2 separate regions of the Mus musculus genome follow, and region 2 is linked to region 1. A link is a contact called in public HiChIP or PLAC-seq data. All regions are on one chromosome and are shown on one strand. Each heading gives the region's core, a stretch centred on a gene start, on an enhancer-like site or on the middle of the called end of the contact. The rest is flanking DNA. Distances are from core to core; before and after follow the strand shown.

What was found. HiChIP or PLAC-seq counts read pairs in DNA pulled down with a chosen protein or histone mark.
Region 2: a contact with region 1 is called in an H3K27ac HiChIP or PLAC-seq map of embryonic stem cells, with 7 read pairs. The contact joins the enhancer-like site here to the promoter of Relt in region 1. A contact is called at or near these places in 3 of 39 promoter capture datasets (embryonic stem cells and second pharyngeal arch cranial neural crest), 1 of 484 Hi-C or Micro-C datasets (uterus), 3 of 115 datasets of contacts at active chromatin or transcription factors (the HPC-7 cell line and embryonic stem cells) and 1 of 9 other capture datasets (adipose tissue).

Annotation. Positions count from the first base shown.
Region 1 is chr7:100,861,144-100,865,196 of GRCm38.p6, forward strand. Relt (RELT tumor necrosis factor receptor) reads right to left here and starts at 2,270. Exons shown (of 11, transcript NM_177073.6): 1 at 2,151-2,270.
Region 2 is chr7:100,915,958-100,920,010 of GRCm38.p6, forward strand. All of the region lies in intron 1 of Arhgef17 (Rho guanine nucleotide exchange factor (GEF) 17), which reads right to left. Among named protein-coding and RNA genes, the nearest start is that of Arhgef17, 14 kb to the right of the region's middle. Within about 2 kb of position 2,399, at least 99 of the 459 cell types and tissues checked have an H3K27ac peak or open chromatin away from gene starts, as enhancers often do. A contact at or near this core is called in embryonic stem cells and uterus, where this site is marked.

The DNA.
Region 1 (4,053 bases), core at 1,020-3,519:
CACCATCCTTGCACCCCAGGCTGTGCTGCTACTCCAGATACTTCAGAGCCAGGATACATGTTTCCAAGACCAGCTGCAGGCTCTAAAAGGCAGGAGATAGGTCTTCCTGGTGATCTCTGGCTCAGAGGCGGAGAAGGAACAAGAAGACTAAAAACGCCCACTTGCAATTTGTTAGCCACGTGGGCATGCGAATCTCACTACAAACTCAATTGGGGCACCTGTGCCAGGCCTACCAGGCCTGCCAGCCCAAGTCTGATAGATGGGAGCTCAGATATGCCAAGAGCAACTACCAGGAAAGTGGTGATCCTCTCCAAGCACCTCACAGGCAGGCTTGAATCCCAGTCCTGGCACTGTCCTGAGTCTATGTGACCTTGGACAAGCCACTGTGGTTCTCTGGGCCTCAGTTCCTCTAAGAGTCACCACATCTTAGAACCGCTGTAAGGATTCAACAAAACAGCACATTATGAAGTGTTTAAAGGAAAGCCTGTCACTGTCCCCCACCCCAATGTCAAGCCCCCCTTCCAGAGGGTCACCAAAAACAGACCCTCCACATACTACTTCTATCAGATGTGGTACCCCATCGCTACTGCCACCTCTGGAGCTAGGGAGCCCAGATGCCACCCATTCTACATAAATTGAGGCACTGCCCCTCTTGTGGGAGCAGGAGTCTCAGAATGGCCTTTTCCAGAGACCAAGCAAGAACTCCAAGACCAGATCAGAACAGACCATTCATTGCCGGAGAACAAATATTCCCTCTCTTTCCAACCAGGGGGCTGAAAAAGGAGACCTGGGTAGAGAAGTGTCTTTGGATTGAGGTTTCAGTATCTAAAGGGCCAGTGGCTTTTGAGTGGGAGCCTGACATCTTCTTGACCAACTGTGAGCAAGACTGTTTCCAACTGTTCACCAACACATGGGAACCTTGGACCACTCCATTGTGTCACAAGCAGACGCCTGCCCCCACCCCCACTGCAGTCTTTCTGTCTGGAGGGGAGAGGAGAATGGAGAAGACTGACCCAAAAACAATAGAGGATCCCAAAGTGATGATTCACAGGCTATTCACACCTCTCTGCAGACTGGGAGACTGAGGCTTAGCAGGGGTAGATCTGATCACAAAACAGAATACACAGTGCCTTGCTAGATGTTGGGGACTTCAGTGTGTGTGTGTGTGTGTGTGTGTGTGTGTGTGTGTGTGTGTGAGCGTGGAGTGGAGTGGAGACTGAGACCACCTCAGGTCTTCTCTGTGCCAGAGGGGCTAGCCCACCCAATTCTGGCTTCCTCTGCTAGGTCATGTCTGCGTGCAAACTCACTAAACTGAACTCTAAGGGTGTCTTGGAGAGAGATCTTTATTCCCTAGACTCCTGATCTTCCTTGGCCCCTCAAACACTGGAAGGTGTCAGGTTCCTCCTTGTCTTACTCTATCCTAGGCAGGCAGGCAGGCAGACAGTCTCTCTCTCTCTCTCTCTCTCTCTCTCTCTCTCTCTCTCTCTCTCTCTCTCTCCTCCCTCCCCCCCCACCCCGTCCCACATGCACCCTATGACCCCGTGATTCAGGGCTTGCTTAAGTTATTTAGGGTTCCTCTGTTCTACCTTATACTCACAACTAGCCCGGGTCACACTACAGGCCGGCCACACACAGTGACCCCAGTGACCTGGGGTCTCTCACATACACAATCACACACACTCTGCCTGCCTCACACACAGAGCCCCTCTGTGTCGCCCGCTAGGCTCGGCGTCACCGCCCAGTGTCCCAGCCACACGTTCGCCCGGGCCAGGCCGCCTCATGCGCCGTGTCACCCACAGTCACTGGCTGACACCGTTCAGAACACCCCCCCCCTTCCCGGCCGCCCCGCGCTGCAGCCGCACCGAGGCGCCGCCGTCCCGTCCCGCAGCCGGCCTTTGGTGTCAGTCCAAGTTTCCCGGGCTCCCCCGACCCCTTGCACGCCAAGTTCCGCTGCTTCCTCTCGCGCACCTTCTGACAGACTGCGCCGCGCGCGGTGCCGGGAGGACGCGCAGCCCGGGGGCTCCGGGACGCGTAGACAGCACCAGGATGGGACGGGACTGGGCAGGAGAGCGGGGCTGACGCATCCGCCGCTCAGGAGAACTTCCTCGGAGCAGCGGAGCGGGGCTGAGGGCCGTGCGCACCCTCCTTACCTGGCCCGCAGCACCAGCTTCGCTCAGCGTCCGACGCGGCGCCGGGGCCCCGCTAGGCGAGCGCTCGGGGCCGGCCGCGCAGCCTGCGCGCCTTTTGAATGAATCGCCGGCCTGGCCGGGAAGCTGCGCGGCCCCTCCCCTCGCGTCACGGCTTCTGGCCCCGCCCCCGACGTCAGAGCTCCGACTTGCGGCCCCTAACCCCGAGCCCCTCTGCGGGCCAAGGGCTCACGATTCTCCCGCCAGGCCACGCTGCTCCGCATCGCCACCTCTTGAGCCTCCTAGGAACTGCAGGGGCTACGACTAGGATGTTCTTCAGATGCATCCCTTGGGGCGCATCAGGGAGGCGCGGCCGTGTGTGTGTGTGTGTGTGTGTGTGTGTGTGTGTGTGTGTGTGTGTGTGTGTGTGTGTGTGTGTGTGTGTGTGTGTGTGTGTGTGTGTGTGTGTGTGTGTGTGTGTGTGTGTGTATGTGTGGTGTGTGTGTGTGTGTGTGTGCGCATGCATCCCTTGGGGCGCATCAGGGAGGCGCGGCCGTGTGTGTGTGTGTGTGTGTGTGTGTGTGTGTGTGTGTGTGTGTGTATGTGTGGTGTGTGTGTGTGTGTGTGTGCGCGCGCGTGCGGGCGTGTGTGTGTGTGTGTGTGTGTGTGTGGTGTGTGTGTGTGTGTGCGCGCGCGCGTGCGGGCGTGTGTGTGTGTGTGTGTGTGTGTGTGTGTGTGCTCCGAACCAAGAAATCTGGGCTTGTGTGATGCAGCGAAAAGGTGCTTGAGACATGAATGCTACTCAGATCCTGTCACCATTGCCTGTGTAACTAGGGCCACAGCTGCCACTGCCTGGGAATAGTCTTTGGAATTGGTTGTGGGTAAGAGCACCCTCAGTGTCTTGGATGAGACCCAAGCTGGTTTCTAGAATCCCCCACCTAGCTAATAAGAGAGACTATAAGGAATGCTCACCTGGTGAATTCCTTTGGAACCTGGCCTAAATACCCCTTCCTTCAGGGTAGCTGGTTCCTCCCCCAAGTAGGTATGACAATGACAATCCTCTCCCCTAACACCAGCGGTCCCACTCTTCTATCACCAATGCCAGCCATCGCAGTGTCCAGTGGAGGACAGGAGAAGTAACGGACTGGGAGGCCAGGATTTGGGAGGCAGAGGCAGGAAGCTCCTGAGTTCCAAGCCAGCCTGGGCTACATATGGAGACATTGTTTCACAAGCAAGCAAACACAAAAAGAGTGACCAACACTATGAGACATCGTTGTAGAAGCCAGGCAGTAAGTAACCATTGCACTCTTGCAATGGTTATAAACTGGGCCCGTGTGTGGTATGGTGCGGTGGTAGTAGCAGTAGTGGTGCGGTGGCACTAGCAGTAGCACATCTCAGCTCCCACAGCCTTCTCTTCCGTTACCTTCCCACTCCCCCAGCATCATTCAAAGAATCTAAGGTGGCCAGGAGAGCAGGATGAGATGAAACTCGGACAGCACAGAGGAGCCCAGTGCGGGAGACAGAGGCCTGGCTGGAATCAGGATAATCACAGCTCACGGAAGAGGTTGAGGAAGTAAATATGTCTGTTGGGAATGGGTGGGCTGGTAAACAAATTAAGTCATAGAATTTGAGCCACAGAAAGGAAAGGAAAGGAAAGGAAAGGAAAGGAAAGGAAAGGAAAGGAAAGGAAAGGAAAGGAAAGGAAAGGAAAGGTCAGGTCCCCAGAGCCTGGGAAATTCCAGGAGGAGAACTGGACACCTGAGAGACGAGAGGGAGGGGAGAGTTTCCATTAACCTGGCTGAGCCCAGGTTTTGGGGACAGGGCAGAAAAAGTTCCACGTTACTGGTGTCAAAATCATGAGCGCAGCAGGCCTAGTGACTTGTGCTTCTAACCCCAGAGCACTGGAGGCAGAGACAACCAGATCTCC
Region 2 (4,053 bases), core at 1,149-3,648, 55 kb after region 1:
AGGAGAAGTTAGGAGTGGTAGCGCAGTCGGCCGTGAGACAGCCGACCAATCACGACGAGGATGCTGGACTCCTCATGGGAATGAAGTCCTCTTCCCACTGTCCTGGTTCTGGAGTCTACTGACCCACCCAGCACCCTGTCAACTATCCAGAGGCTTCTGTATAGAGCCAAATTATTCTGTAGGTATCCCCTAGCAGGATAAGGCCTGTTTGTGTCACTTGCTCACATGACATCTGGTCACTCTTACTGATTCCACTATTGCTGTCAGAGGACGGTCTGAGAAGAATCAGGCTGGGTCCTCCCTTCTGACACTAGCACAGGTTGTGGGTCTGGGAACCTGCTGGGGACCTAAAAGGAGTGTGTATGATGTGTGCATGATGCCTGTGTGCTGTCTATCTCTGGCTTTATTAGTGTTGGATGGGGGAGGGGAATCTGCTGTCAAGTCAGCCCTCAGTGAGGGAATGGTTTTGGTACATGCTTGTGGTTTCTGCTGGGACTCTTCTCTTCATGCCCAGCTCTAGCACAGATTTGGTACCCAGAGCCTAGGCCTGGCCATGCAGAAGGTAGAAGAGCCTGATGACTGAGGGGAGGGAAGCACATGGTTGCCTGGACCCAGGACTTAAACTTGAGAGACAGGACTCAGGGCTGGGGGCCCAGAAGAAGCCAAGGCAGGAGGCCTGGATGGGGGAGTCAGCCTGAGTCTCTCTGGGCTCTTTATCCAAATATGGAAGGTTTTTTTGGTCTCCATTTGAGTCACCCCGGCCATGGCCCAAGAGATCTGCTTTCCAGATACTGCAGGCAGGACTGCGCCAGCCCTGCTGGGCCTAGCAGCTCCCCTTCCTGGCCATCTCAGCACCTTCCCAAACTCCAGAGCCAGAGCTCTCCACCAGCAAGGAGCTCCACACCACTCACCTCTGCTCCAACGTCAAAAGAAGAGTCCCCGGGCGCAACGAATACAGGAAACACACATTCCCTCTGCAGCTTGTAACCAGCCTGTCAGTGCAAGGCTCACTACTCACTACTATTTACCAACTGCTATGTGCTAGTTCCTGGAGCTGGGACCACAGGCTGTGAATCCAGTGGATGCATCTTGTCACGTCCTGAGCTCACCGTAGCAATGGGAGTTCTGAAAGCCAGGGTCCCAGTGAACACCTGGAGGTGCTAGAGCTGTGGGGCCAAGAGTGTGAACTCCTTCTTAGCCACTCAGCTGTCCCAGTCTGCAGGCTCCGCAGTGTCACGCTCAGGCTCATCCGGGCAGAGTGGCAGTCCCTACTCCCCACAGCGCTGCTGTGAAGACTCAGTGAGGAAATATAGATAAAGTGCTCAGAGCAAGCTGAAGATGTAACACAGTGGTTAGAGCACTTCCCAAGCATGCAGGAGACCCGCTAGATCTCCTGAATATAAAATTGAGCATAAAATTAATAAAAAAACAAACAAAAAACCAGAAGTGCCCAGACCTGTGTCTAGTCAAACTCTTGACAAGCTTTCCTGCTGTGATAATTCACACCCGACCTGAGCCCAGAGAGTTACTGTGGACCTGAAGAAACTCACAGCCCAGCCTTGAAGTAAGGTCAACCTAGGTTATAAATGCCACCAGTCACGGTCTCCGAGACCTGAGCCAGGCCTCTTACCGCCTCTAGCCTCAGGGTCTGATTGCCACCATGTCCCTACGGCCTTTGTGCCAGCTTCCACTTCTTGGTCTCCCCAAAGAGCAAATCCAAGGCTGGCATAAGTATAGAGGGCTTCAGGGAAGGTTGGAGCAGGGCTTTGCTGGCTTCCTCGGGTCTCGCTACGTGGATTTAATAAATAAGTTTACAGTGCAGTTCCACTGTGTGCCAGGAAGGATGGTTTGGCACGGGCAGCCACTTGCCAGAGCTAACTGGGGGATCCAGGGGTTCACACTCGTATCTTCATACCCCAGAGTTTTCCAAGTGTGCCCAGCTAGGGCCGTAGAAGCATCCTAGATCAGGGGAAGCTGAGGGGGAGGGGCACAGTCCTGATCAGGATTCTCAGAGGCCTTTCCCCATCCAGGGGTGGGGACTCAACTGAACACAGCACAAGACTCAGGACTCAGAGCAGGTACAGCATGAGACGTTGTGGGGGAGCGGGGGCAGAAACCCCAGAAGCGAGAAGGCCTATGTGTATGTGAGTGAGGAGAAAGAAGCAGATGTCTGTGAGGCCACAAGAGGCCCAGGCCCCAGTGATGGTGGAGGCAGGGCAAGAAGGTAGCTGGAAATTACTCTCTCTGGTCTGCAGCCACCGCCACCGCCACCGCCTTCTCCTCTTCCTCCTTGTCTCCCTCCTCCTCCTCCTCCTCCTGCTCCTCCAGCTTTGGGGCCAGGCCCCAGACTATTTTTAGCTAGGGCTGAATTTAGCCATTCCCTCGGAAATTCCGCACCCGCCCCAGGCAACGCCCCCGCTGGCCTTGGGGAGAGGCCTGGAAGTGACTGGTGCAGGCCAGAGCTGAGAAGAGGGCCCTGTGAGCAGCAAGGAGTTTGCAGGGGTCTCACAGGCATCTGATGGGGAAACAGGCTCACGTCAATCCCCAAGCTGAGTCTTTCTACTCCCTTTTGTCTCAGCCCAGCTTTCTCTCAAGGCCTCCTCAGGGCCACAGTTCAGCACTGCTGTGGTCGAGGGACAAATATCAGAAGGGTTCTTAGCTCTGACCCTAGGTCCCACTGTGGATAGTGTTACCAGGCTGCCTACTAACCACCATAGTACTTACTCCACCCCACCTCTTGAGAGCCTGAATATTCAAGAACCATAGCTGGGATCCCCACTTCACAGGTGGGAAGACTGAGGCAGGGTGACTTGGCCTGAATCAAAATCAACATGGTAAGTCTGCCTGCTCTCAAACCATGCTCCTTTCATGGGGCCTCTTCCAAAAGTGCGGACTGGAGTTGTAGCCTAGCTGTTCCCTAGGAACTCCTGTGAGTGGCAGGGTACCTCCACCCAGCAGGGAGCCTGAAGTTGGACAAGGAGTAGTAAACTGGACTCGGAGTCAGGGTTCAGGGCCCTTTACCCCTCCAGAGAGAAGTTGTGCCTGGTAAAGGGGGCATGGCTCACCCTTCACCCTGCCCCACTCCCTCATCCCAGCTTGTGAGCCCAAATTCAACTCCATCTGGAACTCCAAATTCTCTCTACACAGTCTTCTTTGGCACATCCTGCATCCCTGGGCTCAGGCTTGTCACCACCGCCACTTCCTCCAGTCTGAACCTCACAGGGCACCATCACCATACAAAGCTGCAGTGCCCCTTCAGTTCCTCATCCTGCATGGCTCCCCCTGCCTAGGGGTGAGACTCAGCACCCAAGGCCTTCATACTGGCCCCAGCACGTACAGCTTCCCTCCATGTGCTGGTCACCCGAGACCTCTGTTCTCCACTGGCCTCTGACACATACAATGGCTTTCTTTTGCTGCCCTGGCTTTGATCAATTCCCCCAAATGCCAGTGGACCCCATCACTTCCCCTCCTTCTGGAACTCTTGGTGACTGCCCCCCACCCCCATGCTGGCAATCCCCAGGCAGCGCTGGGGCAGTGGCAGGAGGACTCATTATCATAGGGTATCAAGACTTTCACCTTCTTAATGAAGCAGGGGCCGGGAGTGGGGAGAAGGCAAAGCTGATGTCTGGAGTCTTTCCAGATGGGTGACTCTGGCACCCAAGGCCCTACCTCTCTTCCTCTCCCTTCTGACCTCCTGGTTTGTCAAGGCGTTGGCATCTGAACACACCCGTCCAGGGGGACAACCATGTACCAGAACAAAAACCAGCAGCCAAGAAAGACAGAGTCCACAGGACTTTTACTGGGGTGGGGGAGGGTCCTTCTCATCTTCCCTTCCCTTCCACATCTGTTCCTTAACCTCCAGTGCCCCGTCCTGGGAAAGAACTGAATGTTTGTCCAGGGGTGGGGGAATGGGGTCTCGGCCATCCCAGGAGGCCCAGCTCTGGGGCTGGCTGGCAGCCAGGAGCATGGCCTCCATCTCTCCTGCTCCACACTGCAGCAAAGAGCAGGGCCTGTCACCCCCTGGGAACCAATAAACAGGAAACTGACACCAAC